Linked DNA regions of Neogale vison: region 1 is linked to region 2. Evidence: chromatin contacts called from public Hi-C data. All regions are on one chromosome and are shown on one strand. The core of a region is the stretch at or near the end of the contact, and the rest is flanking DNA. Distances in the headings are between cores, read along the strand shown.

Region 1 (6,797 bases), core at 1,427-3,926, 280 kb before region 2:
AAGATAACTGCTTTTATGATTACTACTATCTACCTAAGTATGAGGCACCTAAGAGATGCTCAATTAAAGTTTAAGAAATAAAATTTCTGGGGCACCTGAGTGGCTCAGTGGGTTAAAGCCTCTGCCGTCAGCTCAGGTCATGATCCCAGGCTCCTGGGATTGAGTCCCACATGGGGCTCTCTGCTCCTCGGGGAGCCTGCTTCCTCCTCTCTCTCTGCCTGCCTCTCTACCTACTTGTGATCTCTGTCTGTCAAATACATAAATAAAATCTTTTAAAAAATAAAATAAAATAAAATTTCTCAGTCTACCAACATTTGATGGTCTCATTACAATCACAAGTGTTTCTTGAATAAAAGAGTAAAAACTGATGGTTCCCTGTGGCTTAAGACTCTCCCGAACTTACCAATAGTAGTGGCTCCAGCATCCACGCTATTTTCAACCAACTCCTTCACAGCAGTACTTAAACTGAGTACTACTTGTCCAGAACAAATCTGATGGACTGACTTCCGATCGATAGGTTTGATGGCCTTAGCAAGTTCTGTGCTAAAAACATGCATTATGAAAACCAAAGTGAGGAAGCATTTATGTATTTTCATCTTGGTTTTAAATCCAGGAAATGATTCACCTCTACTAATAGCCAATGCATCTAACACATGCATTTATTATATTAACATATCCATTGATTACATTCACAAATATACATGTTATCCTATAATTCTTACACTTTCATCAAAAAAACCTTCTGAATAGATACTTCCAATGCAATAGATATTTAGAAATTTAGTTATGCTGGGATCTACATGGAGGAAACACATGTATCCCTCCACCAATGGGTCAATAATCTTCGGCGACAATGGGCTCTTCTTCTGAAAAGTGAAAGCAACACTTCTCCCACCAGTGGAAAACCCAACAGCATATTGGGAAATACACAGTGTTTATGTGAAAACCAAAACCATCTTAGAAACTGGGTACCTGTTGTATATCTATTTTCATAGGAGCCTTTGACTCTCCCCTCCAAGTCTAGCCTGACAGCTGCTGCTTTAGCAAAAACCCCCAAAGTTCTTGGCCTACCTACCTTAAGAGTTTCACAACCAATCTGTTTCTACTCTCTCCCTATTCCTACCCACCCTCCATGCTACCAGTTACTTAAGAAATCACAGATCTGGACAAGTAACTTCTCTGCCTAAAAAATCTACAAGTATAGGGGTGCCCGGCTGGATTATTTGGAGGAACATGTGACTCTTGATCTCGGGGTCCTGGGTTTGAGCCCCATACTGGGTGCAGAGATTACTTGAAAAATAAATTAGTTAATTAAGTAAACTTTGGGCGGGGGAATCTACTAGCATCCCATTATCTGTTATATGAAAATCCAGTCCTATGCAAAACTGGACCCAAATCTACTTTTCTCTCGTTCCCTCCAATCCTCCGTTCACCAACTCCCCTATATTCTAGTTATAACAAACTGTTAATATCACAAGCTCTTTTAGACACTGCACCTTGTCCATACAGGTCTGTCTAGACCGTTCCCCTCTTCCTCCTCTGCCTTGCAAACTCCTGCTCATCCCAAGAACATATTCCTTATGTTCATTAGTTTAGCAATTTTTTTGTAAGAGGCTTAATTGATAATGTGGCTTTAAGAGAACCCAGGAGCCTCCCTGCGAGAGAAATCTTTGGGTAGTCGCCCACAACTGCTAACACACAGCAGACCCTCAATAAACCTTGTAAAACAAGCAACAAATATCTTTACTCCTCGTTCTACCTTGCAAAAAACTTCTCTCAGGTTTCTCTTAAATGTGGAAACTGCAGATGGCAACACAAAATGGAAAGAAGTGTCTCTGACACTTACTTAGTCGGCAACACACCATAGGTCACAAGTCCACTTCCGATATTTATTTGGAGGACGGGGGATGAAATATTTAAACACGGACAGCGAATTTGCAAGACTAGCCGGGACACTCGCCCCTCCGAACGGGGTTAGTAAACAGCAATGATATGCTCAAGGAGATGCCAAACTTCTGCATTTTTGAAACCTGTGCGGCTATGCAAATTAGCAGGCTTTGAAGCCTCCCCAAATAATCTCAATTTAAAACAAAAAAAGAGAAAGAGAGAGAGAAACCAGGTAGAAAAGAAGTGAGTTCAGTTTCCTGGGATGTCGTGCTCCCGCTGCCAGTCGCCGGGCACGTCCAGGAGTCTAGGCAGAGCCTGCCGGATCCCCCCGCCGACCCCGACCGCAAAGCGCCCTCCAAAGGGCAGCGGGTCCGGGGAGCGCCGAGGAGCCCGCTCCGGGGCCTCCGCGGGCTCCCCAGCGCCGCGGTCTCCTTCCCTCCCTTCCAGGGCTCTGGAAAGACGTGGGCATCGGGGATGGCGACCGCGAGGGGACACCGCACGCATCGCTCACCTCGGCCCTTCCGCTAGCTCCATGGATCCAGAACCCGACCCGCCTACCCGACTCGAGACAGTTCCCGCTGCAGCTCCCACGGAGGCTCCGCCTCCCTGCCGCCCATTGGCTGCTTCGGACACCGTGCCCCGCCCCTTCCGGATGGGACCTCCGTCGCTTCCCACACCCCCTTCTTGCCGATTGGTTGTGTAAAAAGTCGAGGCTGTGACGTCCAGAGGGCGCGGGCCAATTAGACCGCACGGACTGCGCTTTCCCGAAAGGCCGCAGCGGGATCGGAAAGGCGGTGGCTGCGGACTCTCGTGGTGTCCGACGGTTTCTGAGCGTTCGTGTCCCTCACCCGCGCCCTTCCGTTCTTCGGCTCCCAGGATGCCGATGTACCAGGTAAAGCCTTATCACGGTGGCAGCGCGTCCCTCCGTGTAGAGCTTCCCACCTGCATGTACCGGCTCCCCAACGTGCACGGCAGGACAGGCAGCCCGGCGCCGGACGCAGGCCACGTGCAGGTAGGACAGCGCGGCCCAGCCCCGCCCTCCACCCGGTCTGAACGTACTTCCCCCCCCACCAGCTGGTCCAGTGCGCAGGCGCCTGGTCTCATCCGCCCATCTCCCACCCAGTGCGCAGGCGTCATGGCCGGGCAAGTGGGGTTGAGGACGTGGGGGACCTGGGATCCGACCTGGCGGCAATACCCCGACCCGACGCTTGCGTCAGCTCCGTGTGCGCGTTCTGTTTATTAAAGAGTTAGTTCTCTTGTATCTGTTTCTGTTTCCGCTTATGGCTACTAAAGCTTTTCTGTTGCCAAATTGTAACCACAGAAGAGTGAGGATCACGTTATTTTGAGGAATTCTAAAGCGAACCCCATAGTCACCCAAGTTAACAGGACGTTGTCAGCGCCCCGAGTGCCCGGCCTCGGTGGTCCGTGTGTCCTGAGTCTGCGCCCCGCCCTTTTGGGCTGCATTCCGCCGAGCTGGCTCCCGGGGCCGCTGGGGGCGGGTCAGCCTCCGTGAGCGGCGAGCTGTGCTGTAGACCGGGGGCGTGCACGGGAGCGGGGACTAGGGGTAGGATTGCCGGCTGCCGGGGTAGGGGGGTGCGGGGCTGTGTTCACCTGGACCGGGTAAAACGCCTCCCCGAGCGGCGGGTGTGCAGGTCTGTGTGCTCCTCGGCCGTGGGCGCGGAATTCCTGGTGCTTGCACCCTCCCTAACGCTGGTAGGTGCACCGTGGGAGCCCCATGTAGTTTTTAGTTCAGGTTTTCCAGACTTCTCAATCACTGGAGAGCGCTTTGTCGCATTGGCTGGTCATTTTGGTGGTCTCTTTTGTAAAGTGTCTGCCCAAGCCTTTCTGGTTTTCATTGGCTGCAAATTGCACGTCTTGGGTTTACAAGCTTAGGTCCGTTCCGGCTGAAGAGGCGGGAACAGGTGATTTTTGTAGTCCATTTTCTCTTGGGGTGTTATCCTTCGATTAAGTTGGCTGCAGACCCAGGGCTACAACTCACAACTCTAGATCACCACCTGAGCTGAGGTACTAACTGAACCACCCAGGGGCCCCCTCCTTCACTTTGTCTTGCATCTTCTGCGTAGATTGGAAGGCTGGTGGTTGGGTTACTTGGCAAACAGTGACACAGTTGTTGTCTCATGAGGGAGCTAAGACAGAAATAGCACCACCATCCACAGCCATTCAAGTGCACCGCCTCAGGGAACTGAAAACAAAACCCAGACCCAGAGTGTTTTGATACCGAGTCCATTGGGTTTTGTTTTTTTGGTTTTTTTTTTTTTTTTTTTGAATGTGCTGCTTAATTTCCTTAGCCTTTTTTTTTTTTTAAAGAACTGTTTTCTTTTTTTTTAAGATTTTTATTTATTTATTTGACAGAGGTCACAAGTAGGCAGAGAGGCAGGCAGAGAGAGAGGGGGAAGCAGGCTCCCTGCTGAGCAGAGAGCCTGATGCGGGGCTCGATTCCAGGACCCTGGGATCATGACCCGAGCCGAAGGCAGAGGCTTAACCCACTGAGCCACCCAGGTGCCCCTCCTTGGCCTTTCAACTGTGAGCTTCTAACTTAGACACCCAGGCCCACTTGTTTAGCAGATAACAATATAGACAAATAATTAGAAATCAAGCATATCACAGGCAGATAGGAGCAACACGAAGGATAAACTGTTTCTGAAATGCATATAAAAGAAATGGATAAACACAGTATGCCCAGTCATGATCTAATCTGAGCAGGGAAACAAGGGAAGGGGTACAGGTAAAGCAGATGTCGAGCATTTCCTCATTCTTTACATCAGGACGGGTAAAACCAAGCTGTCCGGGGCTCCCAGTCCCAGGCCACGTTACAAACGCAGGATTTGTTTCACGCATCATTTACTGTGCTGACTGGGGTGGGGAATCCAGTAGGTACTTCCTTGCCCGGGTTCATCAGGGATCCTACTCCCGTTTGTAGAATTGAGCAAGCTTGTGCACATAGTGCACAAATCAGACCAGCTAAAAGGGACTGGAATGCTCCTCGAGGACTGTCACCGAGGAACAGACAGATACTACACATGAGCAGCCCTGCCTGTCACACCCTGCACCCAGACTTATTTCCAGTCAGCACCTAATTAATTCCTTGGCACGCTGAAGTAACTCTTGATGCTTCTTTGCTTTCCCTACAGGTCAGCATCTTACATTTCTTTGCTGTTGGTCTTAAACAAGAGCGGCAGGCTAGGGGAGGTGAGAAAGTGCAGATTAGGAGAAGAGGGAGGAGTGTCCCAGGTAAAGAAAACAGAATAAAAGCCCTGTGGCAGATGGGGACATGGTGCGTTTTAGGGACCCAAAGGACAGCACAGCGAGTGGAGAGCACAGGGGGAGCGTTTTGGAGAGCAGATGGCCAGAGGACAGGTCACACAGGTATTTCTCAACCCTAGTTAAGGGCTTTGCTTTTCAGGCAAGGAGCCTATGAGGTTAACGAGGAAGAGCAGTTATGTGATCCACATTTGTTTTCATCTCTCTGGCTGCCATCTTAGGAGTGGATTGGAGAGGTGACCAGTGGAAGCAGGCCAAGTGAAAGTGGTGTCTTGAACTTGGGCAGTGGCAGCTGAGGCAAGCTTAGAAGCCATTGGATTCCAGGGGCTCCTGGATTAAGCCTCTGCCTTCAGCTCAGGTCATGATCTCAGGGTCCTGAGATTGAGCCCCGCATTGGGCTCCCTGCTCAGCAGGGAGCCTGCTTCCCCCTCTCTCTGCCTGCCTCTCTACCTGTGATCTCTCTCTCTGTCAAATAAATAAAATCTTTAAGAAATAATAAAAAATAATAATAATGTAAGTCTGTAGAGATCTGAGATTTTTTTTCCTCAGCAAATGTTATTGGTTACTTTGTAGCAGTCACTATACCAGGCAAGAAAGATGCAAAGATTGACTGAACAAAGGACGTAAGCATTCCATACTTCAGAAGTTCTACATTTCAGCAGTGAAAAAGTTCTGGATGATTCTAAGGTAGAAGAGTGCCAGTACTGTGTGGAAAATGATGTGGAGAAATTGATCATCTGACCCCATGGACTTACATTCCCAAGTCAAATGACACATTTTGTTCAGTCTCCTCATGGTCCCTTTTCCCTTCAATTGGTATAAATTGCTAAGTTACATTCTCATTGTCCCCTCAGTGCTTTTCTATTTGTTAAATAAGCAAAGTATTTTGAACTGATTTGACATTAAGAATAAAGAACAATGATTTGGGTTCATTTTCCATGCTCTGTTCTTAAATTACCTGAAGTACGAGTCCTACAACTTCAAAATGGCTTTGAGTCACGTGTTTTAATGTTTTAAAGCATTTGGGATCCCTTTGGGATCCCTTGGCAGGACCTCTTGGACTACGGGAAAAACGAGATGATTCTGCTGCCTCGTTTTACTCTCTTTTCAGAGATGGGGGGGTTGATGAATTCATAGAATTCAGTAGAAGACAACTGATCAAATTTGAACACTGGCCTGATATTAGAGGAAATGAACGTTTTGATGTTGGTTTGTTTAGGAAGGATCTGACCCTTCTCTTCAAGCTCTTGAATCCCGCCAAGATGACATTTTAAAACGACTCTACGAACTGAAAGCTGCCGTTGATGGCCTCTCCAAGATGATTCAGACACCAGATGCAGATGTGGATGTAACCAACATAATCCAAGCTGATGAGCCCACTGCTTTCTCAACCAGCGCATTGGACTTAAATTCAGTGCTCGGAAAGGTGAGTCTGTCTGGAGATCTGTAGAGAACGCCAGCAGCTAGGTTGTTGTTAGTGCTGGAAAACTGTGCTCATGTGATTCAAGCTTTGGTTTTCTAGTTCTCAAAGGTGGTACAGAGAGCATGTTCTTTCTTCCTCCCCTAAATGATCGTGCCTTTGCACAGAAGAGATTTGTGAGCTATGAGCGAAGCCAAAGCAAGTTCTA
Region 2 (6,521 bases), core at 1,303-3,802:
AGAACAGTAAACAAGAAGCAACCCAAGTAAGAAGTTAGAGAGGTGGGCAAAAGCCAGATCTGCAGGATAAAAATATGTGTGAAGTGCCTCCTGTGGGCAACGAGAAGCAGTTTTGTTCTGTTGTTTTGTGGGAAAGGACACCTATGTTTAAAAAAAAAAAAAAAAGACTTCTCTACTGCCCGGTGGGAAATAGATGGTCCACGTGAGTGATTATGGTGGTCTGGATTAGAGGGTAGTCATATACAAGTAAAGGAATGTATGACAAAGGTGATTTTTTTTTTTAATGTACAAAACATGGTAATTTTTTTTTCAAAACATGGTAATTTTTACCATTATGTACTAGCTTTTCTCTTACAGTAGTTCTTGTAATTCTGCATGTGACTGCAAAGCATTAATGCAATTCTAGACAAAAAGTTCCAAACTAGGAGCTTGGGGGGGGGGGCAAATGCAGACGTGTTTTGGCCACAAAGTTTACTTTCTTTTTTTTTTTTTTTTTTAAGATTTTATTTATTTATTTGACAGAGAGAAATCACAAGTAGTCGGAGAGGCAGGCAGAGAGAGAGAGGGAAGCAGGCTCCCTGCTGAGCAGAGAGCCCGATGCGGGACTCGATCCCAGGACCCTGAGATCATGACCTAAGCCGAAGGCAGCGGCTTAACCCACTGAGCCACCCAGGCGCCCCCACAAAGTTTACTTTCTTAAAACTTGAGTTAATATGGTATCTAAAAATTAGTATTTCCAATTCCTCTTGAAAAACACTAGATCTAGCGAACAACTGTTGGCTAGTGGCAACTGGCTAGAGCACAGGCTTTCTGGTTTCCCCCAATCGCCACACCCAGCACCTTTAACTCGTTCCTACTACCTGCTAGAAAAAGATTTCACTTTTCCACTCTTCCATTCTGGTACTTCCACTTAGGGGTGCCAGAACCCCTTGTTCAAATAAAAGTATCCCAATTTGGATCTTAGAACAGAAAGGCAGGTTCATCTCATCTCACCTTAACACAATTTTGATCAAGAACTGATTTTAAGGGGCGCCTGGGTGGCTCAGGTCATGGTCTCAGGGTCCTGGAATCGAGCCCCACATCGGGCTCTCTGCTCAGCAGGGAGCCTGCTTCCTCCTCTCCCTCTGCCTGCTTCTCTGCCTACTTGTGATCTCTGTCAAATAAATAAATAAAATCTTAAAAAAAAAAAAAAAAACAACTGGTTTTAAGTAGCCATCACGAGTGATTAGCACCAAAACCCAAGGGTCCAGGTACAGAGACAATTCCATGCTGATACAATCAAACCAGAGGGGACAAAAAGGACAACACCTGCATGGTCTCAACAGCCCTGTCCCAGCACTCAGCCTTCCTCATTCTGCACATGAGGGAGCCACACAAGTACTGTCAGACAGGAAGCTCCGTGAGGGCAAGAACCTGTCCCTCCTCCATCCAAGCCCGCGCCAGGCACTCCAACAGGAGCTCGGCATCTGGCCATCTATGATACACTTATAAAGGAAAATTCTCAATCCGACGACTTTTCATCCCACTAGAAAAAGACATCTGTAATTACCACGGGATGAAGGAACGTCATTTACAACAAAGGCGATCTCCAGGGTGCTGAGTGTGTGTCCACTTTCTCACATCTGAATAGTTTCGGGACTCTGAAACCTTTTGCGTCTCTGCCCCTTCCACCTCATTTTGCCTCCTCTTCAGCCTCACCCCGCTTCCATTCCGAACAGGATTAATCAGATACAGCTATCAAAATACTAACTCATTTTAGGGATCAAAAATAATTTGTTGAAGAGCTTCGTAAAGTTTGGCAACTAGCAAAGTCAACCACAAACCCATCTCGCAAACCCAACCATATATAATTTTCTGGGCAAAATTTCCTCTTCAGGGCCTTTCCACCGGTGCCAGTTTCCACCATCCCCGCGGACCCCACGCCCCAGCTGTACAGCCTCAGCCTCGGGAAGCCGCTCCACCCCGCCCCCAGCCTCATTTGCAGAACGGGGAACAACAATAACCTCAGCGGGTTTTCCTCCCGTGGGGTTGCAGGAGAAAGGCACAGTGCCTGGCATACACTCAGCATCCAGCTTGGCAGCTCCTGTCAGCATCCTCGCCGTCCCGGGCGGGCTGGGCCGGGCCCCGGGGGGCGGACCGGCACTCGGGGAGGGTCGGGGGAAAAGGGCCAGCCAGGCAGGCGCGGCTCACTCACCTGCAGGCGGACGTTGAGCATCATGGAAGCCACGATGTAGAGGTAGGGGAAGTTGATGCGCAGCCGCCAGGCCAGGTCGAAAAAGATGAGCAGGGTGCGGGTCAGCCCCTTGCAGAAGACCCCATAGGAGCGGGCGGCGGCCGAGCGCGAAAGGCGGACAGCCAGGCCCGACAGAGCCGCCGCCATATAGACCGGCGCCCGCCGCCCGCTGCCGCGCACCGACCGGCCACGGACCCGGACCGCCCGGAGCTCCGAAGCCCGCCCGCCCTCTCCGCGCCGCGTTGCCCCCGGGCCTCCACCCCGGCCACTGGGCCGCGCTCGGCGCGCTGAGGGAGCGAGGGAGGCGGTGGCGAGGTCGGGGGCGGGCGGGCGGCGGGAGGGTAGTCAGCGCGTCACACTCCGGGAAGCGCCTCCGCGAGACGCCGCCTGGTCCAAGCCTGGCCGCGGGGCCTGACGTCACAATGCCCGCGCCGCGCCTGCGCATCTCTGTCCCGCCCCCTACCCCGCCCCCTGTCACCTTCCGCAGGTGAGACGCGCATGCGTGGGCGAGGCGGGGGCGGGATGCTCCGGCAGAGCCGCGATGCGTTGTCTCCGTCTGCCCCCTAATGGTCAGGCGGAAAATTAAAACAAACGAGAAGGTGAACAGTGAATTTGAATTACAATGTACAATGTCAATGTCCTTAATAACGGGGAACTGTACACTTAAAAACTGTTAAAATAGGCAGCTCTTTTTGCCCACGGGTCCTTTCCCGTGCTTTAATCAAGCTACCTTTTTGCACCTAAAAAAATCAATCAAAATAAAACAGTTAAAATAGCAAGTTTGATGTTATATATATCTAACCAGAATTATAAAAAGCAAACAAAGAGAGGCTTCCTGGGGCGGGGGGGCAAAACATGCTCCCCATGTAGATGTTTTCAGGACCCCTGCCATTGTTGTTCAGTGTTGACTTAGGTAAAATTTAATCTTTAATAATTTTGCCCGTCACTGAAAGTCTGGGAATTTGGTACAGGTGAGGAAAAAAGAGTTTCACTGATGAAATTAAAAGCAAATCTCAAGCCTTTTAAGAAAGCAACAGTGTGAAAAATTGATTTAAGTGTAAAAATTCTTTGCTCTGAAATGGGTTTGCAATAACAATCATTATTGCATTAAATAACTTTTAGAAGTCATTTAAGGGGAGCTTCAAGGTGCATCTGACTCTTGGTTCCCCTCAGTCCTGGTATCCAGTTGTGGTCTCTGGGTTGTGAGATCCAGTCCTGCACACTGCCCAGAGTGCTGAGTCTGCCGGGGTTTCATTACTGCTCCCTCTTCCCCTCCCTCTCATGATTTCTCTCTTTCTAAAATAAATAGAACTTTAACTTGAAAAAAAAGTCTGGGGCGCCTGGGTGGCTCAGTGGGTTAAGCCTCCACCTTCAGCTCATGTCATGATCTCAGGGTCCTGGGATCAAGTCCCCCATCGGGCTCTCTGCTCAGCAGGGAGCCTGCTTACCACCCCCTCTCCCCCACAGCCCTCCCCCCTCCCCGCCTGCCTCTCTGCCTACTTGTGATCTCTCTCATCCTGTCAATTAATAAGTAAAATCTTTAGTGGGGGGGAAGAACACCTAGGCGGCTCAGTCAGCTAAGCATCTGCCTTCTGCTCAGGTCATGGTCCTGGGGTCCTGGTATAGAGTCCCACCTTATGCTCCTTGCTTAGTGGGGAGCCTGCTACTCCCTTTGACTGCTACACCCCCTCCTTGTGCATTCTCTCTGACGAATAGAGAATATCTTTATTAAAAAATAAAATCTTTATTAAATAAATAAATAAATAAATAAAATAAATTTCTCTACCAGGAAAGAAATTCACATTCAAAATCATTAAAAATATTTTTTCACTTTACTCACCTATAATCCAAAGACTATAAATCACAGCGGACACTATCAGTTTTGTCATTATGACTATTATTTAGCATTATCATTTTTCTTTGAATATCTACTGCATAAGAATTGTACTTTTTGGCAGGAGGCGATTGGTTGGCTCAGTTGGTGGAATATGGGACTCTTGATCTCAGGGTTGTGAGCTCAAGCCCACCTTGGATATGGAGATTACTTTAAAAAAATTTTTAGGGGCACCTGGGTGGCTCAGTGGGTTAAGCCTCTGCCTTCGGCTCAGGTCATGATCTCAGGGTCCTGGGATGGAGCCCTGCACTGGGCTCTCTGCTCAGCGGGGAGCCTGCTTTCCCCTCTCTCTCTGTCTGCCTCTCTGCCTACTTGTGATCTCTCTGTCAAATAAATAAAAATCTTAAAAAAAAATTTTTTAAGGGGCGCCTGGGTGGCTCAGTTGGTTAACCGGATGCCTTTGGCTCAGGTGGTGATCCCAGGGTCCCGGAATCGAGCCCTGCATTGGGTTCCCTGCTCAGTGGAGAGCCTGCTTCTCCCTCTCCCTCTCCCTGCGACTCTGCTTACCTGTGCTTTCTCTCCCTCCCTCAAATAAATAAAGTCTTAAAAAAAATTTTTTTCTTAAGTCCTAAAAAAAAAAAAAAAGGAAGAATTGAACCTTTTAATGCTCATAATACTGTATTTACTATCCATTGTCTTTCTGGCCAAGACCATTTTAAATATTTCAGGGTTTTTACCTTTTGGCTCATTTTGTTGTTATTAAAATATTTTTCAAAGTATGTGCACTAATCTTTAGTTTCCCTTATTTTTGCAGCATTAGACATAGCCACATTTATTGCCTCTGTAAAAAGCTCACTTCCCTTTTTTTGTAAGTTATTTTTTTTTCTCTCGACGCTCAGTGGATGCTATCTTTGAGGATACAGAACACATGTTCCTGAATTAGCAACGTCATTCAAGCTATCCTCCCAAAAAGCAAAATGAACGCTTCTTCATACAGTATTTAGAAAAATAATCTAAAGATTTTTAAAGGCTGGAGTCTTCAGTGGAAAATTTGCCAAAGACACAATGTGTGAACAGGTTTCAAGATCAGCCGAATTTATTCTTAGGCTGTAAAGATTTTCACTGGTGTAGATTTGGCAATGCTGTTTATTAGAAGCATGTTGAAAGACCAGATGGCCCGCAAGGATGTGAGATATGTGTGTGTGTGTGTGCGCGCGCACGTGCGTGTGTATCCTTCCTGGTTTCTCATTTCTTTTTCTCTAAATGCCATTGAGGCAATGGAGCATTTTTTTTAAAGATTTTATTTATTGGGGTACCTGGGTGGCTCAGTCGTTAGGCGCCTGCCTTCAGCTTGGGTCATGGTCCCAGAGTCGTGGGATCGAGCCCTGCATCAGGCTCCCAGCTCGGCGGGAAGCCTGCTTCTCCCTTTCCCGTTCCCCCTGCTTGGGTTCCCTCTCTTGCTGTCTCTCTCTTTTATAAAAAAGATTGTATTTATTTATTTGAGAGAGAGAAAATGAGCAAAAGCAGAGAGGGAGAAGCAGACTCCCCGCTGAGGAGGCCGTCTGACACAGATCTTGATCCAAGACCCTGAGATCATGACCTGCTGAAGTCACTAACGACTGAGCCACCTAGGCGCCCCACAAAGAGGCATTTCCTTTTTTTAAAAAGATCTTATTCATTTATTTGACAGAGATCACAAGTTGGCAGAGAGGCAGGCAGAGAGAGAGGAAGGGAAGCAGGCTCCCTGCTGAGCAGAGAGCCTAATGCAGGACTCGATCCCAGGACCCTGAGATCATGACCTGAGCCGAAGGCAGAGGCTTAACCCACTGAGCCACCCAGACGGCCCCAAAGATGCATTTCTAATAAGCTATACTGTTGCCATAAATAATGGCAAACATCACCACAAAACTACACTGAGCAAGGTAAAAAGCCTTCTGTTATTAGCCATCATGGAAGGTCAAAGAGAACACGAAGGAATGCTAACAAGATTTGAGTTTTATTATATATTGTGGTTAACTGGTTCTGAGCCTTAGAGCAGGCTGGTAAATTAACATTTCACTCAACCCCAATTTTCTGGTATCTCTGGGAAGACATCCTGCTAATTATAATTTGAGAACCAGGCAGAATTAACTATAAGTCAGTGTGGAACGTATTTTCGTGGAGGTCCATTAGGGTCATAGGAGAAGGCAGGAGAAAAGATACCACGGCAAATAGGAAAATGATTTTTTTATAGATTTATTTATTTATTTATTTATTATTTTTTTATTTTTTTTTAAAGATTTTATTTATTTATTTGACAGAGAGAAATCACAAGTAGATGGAGAGGCAGGCAGAGAGAGAGAGAGGGGAAGCAGGCTCCCCGCTGAGCAGAGAGCCCGACGCGGGACTCGATCCCAGGACCCTGAGATCATGACCTGAGCCGAAGGCAGCGGCTTAACCCACTGAGCCACCCAG

The links. A called contact is a pair of places that touch in the nucleus more often than the background predicts.
Region 1: a contact with region 2 is called in a Hi-C map of fibroblasts, with 3 times the contacts expected there. The contact joins the promoter of AIMP2 here to the promoter of FAM220A in region 2. A contact is called at or near these places in 2 of 3 Hi-C or Micro-C datasets (fibroblasts and muscle).

The regions. Positions count from the first base shown.
Region 1 is chr14:6,714,517-6,721,313 of ASM_NN_V1, reverse strand. It overlaps AIMP2 (aminoacyl tRNA synthase complex-interacting multifunctional protein 2), which reads left to right and starts at 2,676. Exons shown (of 4, transcript XM_044233834.1): 1 at 2,676-2,779; 2 at 6,389-6,595. The coding sequence starts at 2,765. PMS2 (mismatch repair endonuclease PMS2) reads right to left here and starts at 2,501. Exons shown (of 15, transcript XM_044233844.1): 1 at 2,399-2,501; 2 at 404-543. The coding sequence starts at 2,421.
Region 2 is chr14:6,433,767-6,440,287 of ASM_NN_V1, reverse strand. FAM220A (protein FAM220A) reads right to left here and starts at 2,552. Exons shown (of 3, transcript XM_044233837.1): 1 at 2,195-2,552. The coding sequence starts at 2,380.